2 separate regions of the Gossypium hirsutum genome follow, and region 1 is linked to region 2. The links are chromatin contacts, called in public Hi-C maps. All regions are on one chromosome and are shown on one strand. Each heading gives the region's core, a stretch centred on a gene start, on an enhancer-like site or on the middle of the called end of the contact. The rest is flanking DNA. Distances are from core to core; before and after follow the strand shown. Region 1 has its middle 25 kb from the start of LOC121212455. Region 2 has its middle 54 kb from the start of LOC121212431.

Region 1 (7,548 bases), core at 4,112-6,611, 120 kb after region 2:
ATGATTTTTTTTTACATTCAATCAAGCCCATTTCACATTTTAGGCAAAAGTACCATTTTACCTCTAAACTTTTAATTAATTCCAATTTCGTCCCTAAACTCGGAAATTGAAATTCATGCAATTTACTCCTTATTCCAAACTTATTCAAAATTCCAATATAACTTTCACAGTACATGTATTTCATAAATTTCAAAATTTTTCTAAGAATTTCACGACTTTACAATTTAGTCCCTACACATGTTTTCACTAAAAAATCACTTTGTAAAAGTGATTTCTCTATCAATAACCTTTCATTTCCTATCATAAACTTTCAATTTGCAGCATATTCATCTATGGGTAATTTTCTAAACTTTGATTTTCTTTCAATTTAATCACCCAAATAAAGAAATTAAGCTTTCCCGATCTCAAAAATATAAAAATCACTAAAAACGGAACATAGAACTTACCAAATCAAGCTTGAGAAATTTCTTTTCTCTCTCCTAGGGTTTCCATGTATTTTATGAAGAAGAAGATGATATAAAATGGGTTTAATTCTATTTAATCATTTATCATACTTTATTTAATTTAATTTCCAATTTAGTCCTTAACCTTTTTCAATTTTTCCATGGATGACTCATTAAAAATATCTACATATTTTTCATTAATGGTGTAATTCCCATATAGGGACTTCTCACTTTTAATTCTATAACTATTTAATCCTTATAACTACTAGAATTCAACTTTGACATTTTATTCAATTTAGTCCTTTTTGCAATTAGACACATAATTGATAAAAATTTTCGATAAAAAATTTCATGCAATATTCCTATCATAATAGCTAACATTTTATGAAATTTAAATAATTTTATTTTTCAGAATTGGATTTGTGGTTTCGAAACCACTATTTCAATTTCATTGAAATTGGGCTGTTACAGGTTATATAATGAGAAACTGTAATGGAGAAAAGATGTCTAATTTTGCTCATTTGGGAAATAGGGTTATGAATTATGGATAAAAGTTGTGACAATTAGTGTAAGAATGAATGTACATGAAAGAGAGTTAGAGAGAAAAGGGGAAAGTAATAGAGTGGTTCGAACGTGTAAGAGTGAGAATGACAGAAAAAAGAGGATGTATGAGAGAATGGATGATAATTTTGATTTTTTAATTGGTGGTGGAGAAGAGGTTGGGGAGTTTCTGATGAAAATTGTAAGTTCATAAGGGTGGAGGGAAGGAATTCAATAGATGGAGTAATGATGATAGTAAATATTATTGGATCTGTGCCTTAACTGTATTATATTTTGTTTGTAAACTTGTAAGTTTTTCAAACAGATTGGTTAATAAAACAATTCATGAATTACATTAATATACTTTTTATAATTGTCCTCGTGTGGTTTTTGCATGCAAAGGAAAATAGAAGCAAATATTAACTCACTGGTTGTCTAATGTTTAAACTAATATTAAGCATTACTACGTGGTCGGATAGTAATACGGGAAGATAATTTATATTAGTAGACGAACCTAAACATGTCTTTAGTCTAATCGAAAATGATCAAACTGATTGAAAGACTAATATGTCTTTTATCAAGTCCAACTGAGGAGATGCTTTGTATTAGGCATCAGAGCAGATGATTAGAGACATAGATGTAACTGACTAGACTAATAGTACATCGGGCTAAACCCAAGAAGATTAGATCTTGAATCCATTTATGGATTTATTCACTTGTGACGTTTATAATGTGGCATATATAAATCCTGAGTGAATGATAGATTATGTATGTGTGACTCGTATTCTTTTATGTAAGTTAAACTTTGAGTTCAAATAAATAAGGAACTAAAAGTCGGTACGTTGGGTATACGACTTCTGTAGTATGTAGCGTCATTCACAACAGTGGAATTCATAGCCCGAGATATGGGTAAATGATATCCTCTTATTGGCATTACATGGTTGATGAAAAGTAAATGTGGCGATGGGTCCTTCGTCTTTGTGATGAATGACTTAATAACTATTTGATAGTAATTGACTTTTCATGAAGGAATATGTAATGATTACCATGAGATAAAATAAGATCATATTGGGAGAACAGATTTATCCCAAAGAGATTAAGGATATCCTATAAGAGTAACACACTAATGACAAGGTCATTGGACGAGCACTAATCAAGTTGCTTTCATAATGATATGTCGTTGGGGAGAACTCGATTACGATACTATAATGGAATGACTTTGTAACTAAATGAGTTTATAATTAATAGGTGAAAAGCTGAAACTTAATTATAAATCATTTGAGCCTTAATTGCATATGTCCAATGAACAGAAATGAATTACACGTTGAATCAAATGAACAGAAATAGATATAAATGATAGAAATGGAGAAATGGGAAACATTTGGAAATAAATATGATTTTCTCCAAAATGAAAGATGAAAATGACCTACAAATGATTTTATGATTTTCGAATTAAATGAAGCTCGAAAATGAAAATTAATCATTTGATCATAATGAATCCATTGAATAAAGAAATATTAAATATATTTTCTCATAAATTCTTTTATGATAAAGTCGTCATTATTTTAACGAAATTAGAATTGAGTTGAGAAAACTCTTTAATTGGGAAATTGATTTATTTAAATTAAATTGAGATGTTTATTTTGAGAAATAGAAAAATTAAGATCGAGTTGGATCGAATTATCAAGTATTGGGTTAAAAGTTCATTGGCTTAATTATAACTGTACTTGTTGTATCATGAGTTTCAACTTCTACGCTAAAGATCAGTTTAACATTGCTTTTAAGAAGTATTTTTGGAGAAAAAAATATTTTTAAGATAAAAATATTATTAAATAAGATATTTTTGAGTTTTTCAAAGATGCTTTTGACTTAAAAGTGCTTTTAAGATTAAAAAAATAGATTATTTTTTTAATCAAAAATAGAAATAAAAAATTTTAACTTTTACTCAAAGATACTTTTTAGCCCAAACGCACTTTTAAAAAATAATGTTAAATTAAGGCTTAGTATTAAAATTCCCCTTGGTTGTATATTGCAAGGAAGAAACTAAGTCATGTTGCATTCATGCATGACGCATGAGCTTTGGAGTGCCTAACTAAGCGGCTTTTCTAATTTAAAGACTTGTATGTGAAACTCTCATGAGAATCCAAAGGCTGCCATTTGAAATCTCTCTAGAATTAAGAAGAAAAGAAACACTAGTAGACAATTAAACGTTAGATGATAACCTTTCAATCTCCTTCTACATATAATTGATAAATTGACTCTTGCAATGAAGAAAAAGTAATGATACCACTTTTGAATATTTTGACTAATTGATTCATTGAAATTGTAATATATATATATATGATCTAAAAACTAAATCTTGGTGTGCAATTCCACTAATTAATTAAGAATTTGAGCTTTTGCTTTATCAATTGGATAAGCAAAGTAATTGTAATCACCACATCACTAGTACAATATAACTTCTTTTTTTTCTTTATTTCCCATATTGAAATAGGCACTATCACAAAAGTTTACTCATGGTTTGTCCATTAAAAGTTGGCAGGATTTGATCAATAAAATAATACCCAATATTGTTTTTCAATTCCCAAATGCATCATGATGTAATTTTTAAAAAAAATTCATTCGGGTTGACATTTAAGATACCCATCTTTTACTTTAGCTGTTTAGAAACTTAAATCAAATAACAAGGTATATATAAATGTTATTTCACATGATTGATTGATTTTATAATCAAATTGGGGAGAAATTGCATGCAATTTGTTTCTAAAGATATTTAATAATTACTATATATTATATATTATAATTGCATTGAAGGTTTATATATGGGATAAATATTAAAACTATACATAAACTTTGATTTAATGTGCAATATCGTATATGAACTTTAATTTTGTTTGATTTCATACATGAAATTTTGATTTGATTAAGTTTTCACGAATCACTAACAGCATTATCAAATTAGTACCATTTTAGATTGATATATTGCAAACACAAACAATTATATTAATCTAATATGAAAATAAATGTATATATTCATTTCTTTAAATGTGTACAATTAAATCAAAATCAAAATTTTATGTATATATATGAACCACAATTAAAGTTTCATGTGTATAATTGCACCAAATTAAAATTCATATATCAAATTGTATAATTGGACTAAAGTTCATATACAATTTGACATTTATCCCATTTATATATTGATAATTTGTGTAGTTTTGTTGTGTTAAGTGTTATATTATTTTTCCTTGTCTTTATTTTTTATAAATAGATTTTCACATATATTGTATTTATATATATTTTATATTGCGCCAATATTATTATATGATTGCATGTGTAAGTATGGGTTCTGATTGATATCATTCCGACTAACACCAAAATTTGTGTGATGTGCCCCCACAATTATTGAGAATTATTGTTGATCTAAATTAAATTTTAGGGTTAATGGCATGAAAAGCCCTTAAGTGCTTGTTCTAATGTGTACCAATACTTTCAATGTCTAATTTGATACTTGTATTTTATTTCTGTTAATTATTTTGGTTCAGTTGCTGACATGTCACTTTGGCCAATTAGAGGCTGCCATGTGGCAATCAGTTTACTGTTGACCGGCTATGAGAGGCTTTTTTTGCAATTCTTCCTTTTTCTTTTCCCTCATAGAAATAAAATCAGGCCCTTATGAGCAATTATGGCCTTTTATTTTATTTTCCATAAAAAGTGAAACGTTTTATTTAAAACTTTTTAAAGTTTGAAAATACAATCTTTTTATAAATTCATTAAATTTTTTTTCTCAAAAATTTAAAAAAAATTATTAATTTGAAATAAGAAGAAAAGAGAACCTCAATATTTTTGTCTTTTCTTTTATGAATATTTATTTTATTTTTATTACTAAATATGGATAAAGAATAAACAAATAGTTTATAACATTAACAATATATTGATCTTTACTACCTCTTAGACCAAACAAGAAATCTAAGGAACAAATCATCTTGGCACTAGTGAAGTCAAAATTTGGATTATGCACCATGAATTTCTTGAGCATGTTTTGATTCTTAATCTCCTCAATGGTACAAACATCATCTTCTCCACTGTGGATCTCATTTCTTAGTTTCAACAACAAACCCACAGTTCATCAGACCCAGAAATTAACCCAAAAATACTAATTTGGAAAGGAATCATCAATATCCAATTTCAACAAATAATGAAAGAAAATATCCGAAAATATCCACAAACAAACAAAGTAACCCAATTTTAGTATTAAAATATCAAGTTTATTCCTTTTTTTCTATGGGAAAAAAGGAAAATGAAAGAATTGCTGAAAGGGCCCCGCATGGTCGATCAATAGTCAACAAACTGCCATGTGGCAGCCCCATATTGTCCGAAGTGACAAGTCAGTAAAAAACAAACAGCATTAGTGCGTTAACGGAAACAAACAGCATTAGACATTTTGAAAGTAAGAGCACCATATTAAAACAAACACTTAAGTAGAGGAGATTTTCATGCCATTAACCTTAAATTTATCATTTTAGATATTGATATCTTACTTTAAAAGTTGTCTTCAAGTTCAATATTTTGAATAATTTTAATTTAATGTATTTTTTATACAAGTAGGAAATGAGGGTAACGGTTTAAACCGTCAAATAGATATTTAATAAAAGTTTTAACCATTGTTTTATTTAAACATGTTCATAGGTCGGATTACACATCCAAGCCCAAAAGCTCACCCGAAATTTGGGATGGTTTGGACAAAAATATTAGGCCCAAAAATGAGCTTAGGCAAAAAAATAAGCTCGTTTAAAATATGGGTCGATTTCGGGGTTGAACATTTAAAGCCTGATCTTAGCCCATTTTTAATATTATAATACTTTATATTATGTTATTTTTATAAATTATGTAATTTAGAACACATTAAAAAATAAACTTATACTAAATATATAATGCTACTCTAATGTAAACATTAAAATAATATTAAGATGGCTATATAAAAAATTTCAATAAATAAAATATGAATGAAACTTTTAAATTTTTAAATATTAAAATAATAAAATATAAATATTTTTAAAAAAATTTAAAAAATTAATAATATAGGCGGCCAAGCCTAAAATGGGTTTGAGTTAGTCTTTTACAAATATGAGAGAGTTTAGGCAAATTTTTATGCTCATATTTCAGGCCAGATCATGCTTCAACAAGCATAAAGCATTTTAATATCATACTTAGATTCGGCACGACCCGACCCATGAGCACATCTAGTTGCATTTAAGTCTAGACATTTTAATTTAAAGTCTAACATTACGCTTTCATGTAAAATTATAATCAATTTAGGGTTAATGCATATGTTAATATTTTGAAGTTGAGAATCCATATTTAGTTTAGTATCTAAATTTTATTTTTGTTGGTAGTTGGTTAACACTGTTAAATTTTAGTGTAATGATTTATTTAGGCTTTCAACTTTATAAAAAAAAATTATTTTAGTTATCCATTTAATTTTTCATCTCTTTTATATCTTAAACTTATATTGTTTGTCAAATTATTCCAAAATTGATGAAAAAGTAACTTTACTGACGTAACATAAATGTGGCCGCATCAACAATTAATTTTAAATTTTTAAAAATTCAAAAATTTGTAAAAATTATTTTTAAAAATTAAAAATTATTTAAAAAGTATAAATATATATGTTTTAAAATATTTTAAAAATTAGTTAATTGCTATCATGAGATATACATGAATGCCATGTTAAGAAAGTTAAAAGATGTTAAAAATTAATTAATTACTAATATAATATCATTAAATGATTGCTAATTTCTTAGTATGCAATGGAAAATTGTTATATAACAGTATGTGAGACTCAAAAGAATTCACAGACAAATTTACGCCACAAATTTTAGTATTTCTTAATATTCTTTTTATAAAATAATTTATAGAATTTAAGATTAAAATTGTAGTATGTATTGTTTAGAATTCTAATCATATTTAAGGTTTAGGTTTTATTTCTTTGTTTCTTTAATTTTTTTTTATGTTTTTATAGTTTTTTAATATTTAGAATTTTAAAACTCAATTTTATAGTGTGAATGTTTTGAAATGTTGCATCAATTCGTGATTGGGGATTTGACTTTCAAACTTTAACAAAAATTTAATTTCTGTACAAATAGATTCCAACATTGAAATTTAAAAAGAAAATTGAGGTTTTTATAATATATTACATATTTCTGCAACTAAGTTTTTGAGAGCAAAGTTAAATGATTTCCCAAACCAAATGCCAGTTCATAAATAAATAAATAAAATTTGTGCGGTGTGGTTTCAGAATATACGCATGATTCATTGTTTGAGAATGGAAGGTCTATTACTGATGTCATTGTTATTTAACTTTGGGGTAAGAAGTGGATTAAGTATTAGTTTAAGTGGTATGAGTATTGTTATTAATATAAAAATATATGGGCACATTATCCTCTCATTTATATATGGTTATAATTAGTTTTAGGCATTATGTCAAAAATATCAAATATGGTTAAAATTTATAATGATGTTGTTAAAAAAAAAAACTTTGAATTCGAATATTTGAGTAAAAAAA
Region 2 (7,728 bases), core at 1,904-4,403:
CAAATTTAAAAGGAAATAAAGGGGAAAGGACTAAATTGCACATGCAAACAAAAAGAGGGACTAGATCGGGCAATAAACCATTCAGCCTAAAACTCACAGCAGCAGAGGGACCAAAATGAAACAAAAACAAAATTTCTAGGCAAAATTAAAAGTACGAAAATTGAATTATAAAGCTATAAAAAAGCGGAAGGGCTAAAAGTGGAATTAGCCCTTCCGTCAAAAACACACGGATCCTAAGCGGGTATGGGTCGGGTCAGACCGGGTCGCATCAAAAAGACGTCGTTTTGGGGTTAAAGGGCAGCCCCCAAAACGACGTTGTTTTGGGAGGCTATAAAAAAGCCAATTTTTTTAAAAAAATTCATTTGCAGCACCAAAAAGAAAAAAAAAGAGCGAGGGGAGGGGGAGAGGGGAGATTTCCGGCCGTATGGTCGGTCACCATCTGGTCATCGGACTGTCGCCGGCGCCGGCCACCGTGAAAAAGGTAAAATTTTTTTTGTATTATGTTTTTTATATATTTATAATGTAAATATGCATACAAATCAATAGATAAAAAATAAAAAAAAAAAAGAAAAGAAAACCAAAATCACCTTGGGTATTTGCCTCTTGATTTTTTGATTTCTGATTTTGGATCGTTTTTTTTGTTGTTTGGATGATATTCTCTTGATCTTTGTGATGTTTGAATCATGATTTATGAATATTTGTTGTTGTATTTTGAAACTATTTATCTTTTTCTATTAATGTAAAAAAAAACCCATTTCAATCGTCTTTTCATTCGGCTTTTAATGGTTGCAGGTGCAGAGGCGGTGGAGGTAGAGGTAACCCGAGTTGGTGGCCAATGCTGCAGTGGGCAGGTGGTGGCAGAGGCAAGTGGGGAGGCTAGAGTTAGGGTTTAGTTGAGAAAAGTTTAGGTTGTGGACTAAGTTTTTTTAAAAAAATTTTGGATTTGGGTAGTTGGACTTCTGAATTAGGTTTGGATTGTATTGGGTTGTTGGGTTAATTTAGATGGGTATTTGGGGTTAGAATGCAATGGGCTAATGGGTATTGGGTTTGTTTTGGGTTGATTTGGTCTGGGCTAAAATTGACCTGTAACAATGTGTTAATTAAAATATATATTTTTTTATTAATATTTTAATAAAAATATAAATATATATTAACGAAATAATTTAATGTGAGGCAAAACTATTAAAAACCTCCGTGTTTCTTATATATATAGAAGGCATTTTATTTCCTTCATTTTCATGTGTAATGAGGTAGTTAGAAAAAATATATTAAAAACTTTTTCTTTCTTTTCTTTTTTCTTGCTTCATTTGGTTGTCTTTTAGGTCAGTCAATTTTAGTTTAAGTTTATTATGCATTTAAAAAAAATAACCAATTTTGATTTAAGTTCATCATGCATTTATATTTTTATAACTATGGCTAATCTATTTAAAATTTTCAAATTCAGTTTTAAAAAAATTAACCAATTTTGATTTGGGTTTATCATGCATTTATATTTTTATAACTATGGCTATTTTTAATCTATTTTGTGTAAATTATATGTGAATTTTCAATCAATATTTTTTTAATTTAAATTTTATCACATATATATAGACACTATCTAAATTTATATCATTGTGGTTCCACTCTTATAATTTTTTTAAGAAAATATAAATTATGAATTTATAATCTGTGTGAAATTTCTTGACTTCCCACTTAAATATTGGTTCCAAAATTCTCATTCTCTCTAGCTGAAAGCATCATAGCTCAATTTCCTCTTCCTTTTCTAATTGGGTAGGCACACTGTCAACATGAATATTATTTGATTTGTAATACGAGATATGATTTTTTTCCTTACACTTGTTTGGGGATTTGAACGTGTCAAATGCGAGAAACTCCCAAGTGATCTAATTGGACCAAAAAATGATTTATTGGTTTTTTGTCTTATCTGGGGAAAAATGACATTTCCAAGATAATACCAATGTCTTACTTGTTTAATACTCTAACCAAAGAAAGTAATATATAACTATTACATTCTTTTCAATTCACCTAACAAATAATGGGCTATTTATTGCTTAAGTTAGTACACTAACTTTTTCCCTTTAACATATTATCTTAGTAACCAGATAAAAAAATTTATAATCTAAATGAAGTATGTATATGATATCCATGTTGCAATCTATTGGCGGAATATTTATCTACCCATAAATAAATTAATTTGTAAACATCATTGTAAAAATATATATATATGCATTTAATTAAAAAAGAAAAAAAGTAATGCCTAACGTGTATTAAACATTGTAATAGTGTGTGTTTTTTCTCCATTATGACCAGACATAGAGTGAAAAATATTAATAAAATAATTAAGATAAATATATTCATTTAATTGATTGAAAAAAGTAGAGAAAATTAAGTTAATGATACATGTTGAATAATTAAAAGTCTTATCAACTGTAGATTTTATAAGAACTATACTGAAAATATTTGAAGGCATAAAATATAATTTTTCGCTTTTTTTTAATGAAAACCTGTGAAGCATTCAAATTTCCATATCCCAAATATTTAATACCGAAATAAAAATTAAAAGTTATTTGGCACTCTAGCTTTAGAAAAAAAAATTATTTTAATACTTTATTTAATTTTTTTGTATTTTTTATCCTTTAAATTAGCGTTATTTATCAAATCACTCTAAAATGAATTGAAAAAAAATTAATGTTTGTTAATTTTGCTAATGTGGCATCTATATGTATGCCACATCAGCAATTAATTAATTTTTTAAATTAAAAAATAAATTATAATTTTAAAAAAATTAAAAATCATTAATATTATTAAAAATTATAAAAATATCAAAAATATTTTTTAAAAATTTTAAAAAATAATTAATTGCTTAGTAGCATACACATGAATGCTACGTCAGCAAAGCTAACAAGCGTTAACTTTTCTATTCATTTTGAGATAATTTAATAAATAATGCAAGTTAAAGAGTTAAAAGAGAGAAAAATAAAATAGAGGACTAAAATGAAAATTTGTAAAGTTAAAGGGCCAAATAATTCAATATGCCAATTAAAAGGGGGGGGGTGGTGGAATTGAATTCATTTTGACTTCAACGCTTATAGTCATAGAACTGCTAACCATATCTGTGAGAAAATCCAGAAAAGCATGCTGATTGCTGAGCAGTCTTTCACAGCCTCCATAACCCCAAGTGGAGGGCACCACCTTCTTCCTAACTTTATCCAAGACTGACCACACTTCCCCTAATTAATGATACCATTTCTACGTCAACATTTACACATTTGTGGGCCATTTTTAAACAACGAATTGTTGCCTTTGTTTTCCAAATTAATAATTACTCAACAATTCTGTCCGTGATGGGGCATAGTACGGTTTCCCCGACTCAATTAACTATATTTTTCTGATCACTGAACTATCAAGACTTGCCCTACAACTTTGTCCTATAGTTTATTCCTTCGCATTGGATTTTTTTCCTTTCGTGGTCGGTGGGGTGATTGGGAGTTGTTAACCACATTTTCACTACCGCGTTAGAAAAACAAATTGAAGATGAGATTTGCATTATATGAGAATGTTGAAAACATGTAACTGAGTGAGTTGGTGAAATTTTATGTTTAATGCTGATTCCTCTTGCACTCTCCATCCAACAAGTCACGGTCTATGAGGCAAGAGACGGTGTCTGCTCAAATTATGGATACGACATTCAGATTGCCAGCCCCTTGATGTTCTAGGCCAAGTATCAGTTCCGCATTGCGCACATTCCAAAGTTACCGTAGATCAAGAAACTCGTAAAAGCTTCATGATCCATGATGCACAAAGTTCACTCCATCCAATCAATGCACTTGGAAACATTACACAAGAACAAATCATTATTAATATCTCCAAGTTGCAAAGTCTCTCGAGACATTGGGCAATCCCTAAGTGCATTCACCATAATCTCACTAGGAGCACCACACCGCTGACACCCATGGTCATTAGACATTGTAGAAGTGATCCTTACCGTTGTTGGAATGAACTCGCGCGTGTCTAAGTCTCCTCCCAAAGAGTTTGATTATTTTGACAAATTCTTCTATTTACTAATAGATTTTCGCAATAATCCGTATGACATAAATTCATCAGACCGTAATAAAAATTAATTATAACCTATCTTAATAAAGTATATACCAGTTATATAATAATTCTAAATCACTACATCGTCATGTTGAAACACAATATTAAATGAGTTACTATAAATTAATTTATTATATTTTTACTATAATCTAAATTGAATATTTTTTAATATTAAAATAATAATTTAGCATTGTGGTAATAATATAATACCACATGAAAATGAGAACACTTTACATTTGAATAATTATAATTTTTTTCATAATTTAATCTTAATTATTTCATAATACTAACTAATTTATATATTCCATGCATTCCATATATCAAAAAATAATTACTTAATAAATTATTTTAATATTTTATTATCATTTAAGTTCATATGTTTCGTAATAATATTAATAAAATTAAATATAATTTAAATACATAATTTTTACTTTACAATATCATGTTTATAATAGACATTTTATTTTTTCAAATATATTATTTGATAACAATGATAAAAACTGTCAAACTTTTTCAAAGTACTTTTTCACAATATTTTTCAAAAATACTTTTTAACCTCAATGATAAATTAGCATTAACTTGTGCATTCATAAATGCCACCTATTGTGAGGCAATGGCCTCTCATCCAAATTTATCATACCTCAACTATTCTCCCCAAATTCCCGCAGGATCCCCATTATTAATCTCCCAAAAGATTAGACCAGACAAAGCATTCAAAGCCGACAATATATTAGTCCAAATTAACAACTAAAGGCTTCTCCACTCTCTTAGGTTAGAATACAAGGTATGCTTATTATGAAGTAGTAGTCTCCACATTTGTTTTTCTAAGAGAGTAAGGTCAAAGAGCCATACATATCGAAAGCTAAGGCTCTCATACCTTTCGGCATTCTAACTGTGTCTTGAGCTAACATTCTCCACTCATGGTCTTCGTTTTTCTCTACCCACTAAAATCTACAAATAACAACAATTATAGCATTAGTAACCGAATTAGGGAGTAAGAACACACTTTTTTACATAAGTGGGTTATGCCTACAAGATCGATTTGACAAAAACTTCCTTGTTGCTATATATTAAGAACCATTTAAACCAACTTTGAATTCTTGGATGTGGCTTGCAAACACCTACTTGAATGCATTAGTTTTATTCTTACTCTCCATAGGAAGAAGGCCAAGATAATTATCAGAAACATGGCAATCTACTTAGCAGAAAAAATGGTGATGATTATTCACAGTGTGGGTGTCCATTATGGACGTCTATACCAACAGAGCCAAACACAAAGAACCACAATCAAGAGTGGTCAGGCAAGAGGTTCTGATATAATATCAAAAAGTATTAAATAACTCATGGATCTAGCAAATATAAAGAATGAATGAAAATGAAACCCAAAGACAAGAAAAAGGAAAATATAGTGAAAAATTGTAAAAGAGAAGGTTAAGATTGTTGATTACTTGTAGAAAAAAAAATCAAAGTGTGAGAAATTAAACCTTTTAGAACACATGAAAAATTGAATTAGATATGATGGAAATTGCAAGTGCTGAGCCCTCAACTGATAAACTTTACAATTTTGGAGCCAATTTCATCTGCTTTCACTAATAACCATAACAACTAGCTAGCAATTGTAAAACTAGAAGTCTCAAAAGAGACATCTATTTCTGTTTTGCATCCGTATCTAATATCTCAAGTTTTGTTTCACTCAAAATTTTCATGTTTTAATGCATTACTTCAAAATCGATGCATATATTTTGATACTGTCAACATAAGATTTTGATATTTTAAATAAATTTTATTTTTTTAGTACATTTAAAAATAAAATATAATCATTAAACTAAATTATTATATTTTTTAAAATTTATAATATCAAAATATATTTGTAATTAAAGTATTTAAAAGAAATAATATGCTCCAACTTGACAACCTTAACTATATCTGTGAAAACACGAAAAGTAACTTCGTGATTGTCATTTGATTGAAAACAATTTTACTAAGGAGTTTGATAGAAGAATGGAGTTTTATTCAAATTCACAAATTTTGTAAATGTTTAGGATTAGAATTTATTAAATTTTTTAGAAGTAAAATTAAATGACAAATTTTATAAATAATAAGTGCTAAAATTGTTGAATTTTTAGATTTGAAATTAAATTGATAAAATATATAAATATTGGATAACTAAATTTATTATTAGGCCAACAAAAAATGTCCTTACCATTAAATATTTAATGATGGATAACTAAAATTTTAAATTTTAAAAATAATTTTTTTAAAATCAGTTAACAAAAATAAAACCTATCTAAAACTTGGATGACAACCTATGGAGTTTACCCTTAAAAATAAACATTTCAAATTTCAATTGTCAATAATACCATTAAAATATTATTATTTAATTGAAAATAGTACTAAAAAGCTGGTTCCTTTTGTTAGGTCGATTGTGTTGTTGGGGGTTGTACGGAATTTTAAATAAAAAAATGTCGGTGGGCAATTGCCATGCCAAGTCCCACAATAGCCTGCGCTGGCCCTCATTGTTCTACTCTTTTCTTTCTTTTTCAGAAACATTGTTGTACTGTTTTAATATATATTCATTGTTTTTAATTAATTAGATGACTTTTAACTAGAGTTCGAATTTGTAGATAGTTTTAATATAATTAATAAATTCTAACCCTAAAATTTTATTTTTTAAATCCATTAAAAAAATTAATCCCTATTCTTTTATTCATGGAAAACTAGGACTGGTAGAGCCTTGCCCTTAAAATAAGAATTTTATTTTTTAACCCTTTTATAATTTATAAAATTTTAAATTAGTATTGATAAAATTGTACTTTGGCTATCTCCAAAATGATAAAAATTTAATTTATTTTTTTAAATTATAAAGAAATATGCTATTAAAATAGTATAATTACATTTTTACTATTGACTTGTTACAAATCGTAGTGGCAATTTAAGTACTTTTCAACATTTAACAAACTTGTTTTCTAGGCATTTTATATTCTTTTATCCCATTTTCAGTTTTATTAGCTTATCATTAAATTATTGCAAAATAAGCGTTTTTACACAATTTTTAGTGTTTTGATGACCCATTGGGCCAACTTCGGCCTTGGGAACAACTAATAGGCTATTTGAGTGTGTAGAGTGACATTTCAGGTCAAGAAGCACAAGGGACGACAGTCATGTCACAACATAAGGGGGACAATGTCGCAACACAAAACTTCGATGCTGCTAGGGCTAAAAACCACTCCATGTCGTGACGAGTGTTTCTCCCTCGTCGCGACAACACGAAAAATTATGGAAAGAGTTAATCGTATCTTGACAACGACATTGCAAAGAGGGCTTTCCCGACGTCCCGACGATACGACAAAACTTGGAAATATTCAGCCGAATTTTGGACAACCATTTAAGGTTATTTCCTTAATTAAACCCTAATCACTCCAAGGGTATTTTAAGCACCTAACACCTTAATGTTTGCCTATATAAACAATTTTATAACCTCATTAGAGGGGTTTGGACATGATAGAACTGTTTTCTTTAGTTTTCTTTTTATGTTTTTGTAGTCAGAATCTTTTCTACTCCGATGTGAAGACGATTGCAAGCGGAGATTGCTTCAGAATCGCACTTATATATTTATTCAAGAGAAATTTCTTT

Evidence for each region. Hi-C and Micro-C count contacts between places; a contact is called where the count stands out from the background.
Region 1: a Hi-C map of leaf shows a contact between it and region 2, with 1.8 times the contacts expected there. The contact joins two enhancer-like sites. A contact is called at or near these places in 5 of 34 Hi-C or Micro-C datasets (hypocotyl, leaf and seedling).

What each region holds. Positions count from the first base shown.
Region 1 is chrA13:88,036,435-88,043,982 of Gossypium_hirsutum_v2.1, forward strand. No RefSeq gene overlaps it. Among protein-coding and RNA genes, the nearest start is that of LOC121212455, 25 kb to the right of the region's middle. Within about 2 kb of position 5,362, at least 1 of the 9 cell types and tissues checked has an H3K27ac peak or open chromatin away from gene starts, as enhancers often do. A contact at or near this core is called in leaf, where this site is marked.
Region 2 is chrA13:87,923,373-87,931,100 of Gossypium_hirsutum_v2.1, forward strand. No RefSeq gene overlaps it. Among protein-coding and RNA genes, the nearest start is that of LOC121212431, 54 kb to the left of the region's middle. Within about 2 kb of position 3,154, at least 2 of the 9 cell types and tissues checked have an H3K27ac peak or open chromatin away from gene starts, as enhancers often do. A contact at or near this core is called in leaf, where this site is marked.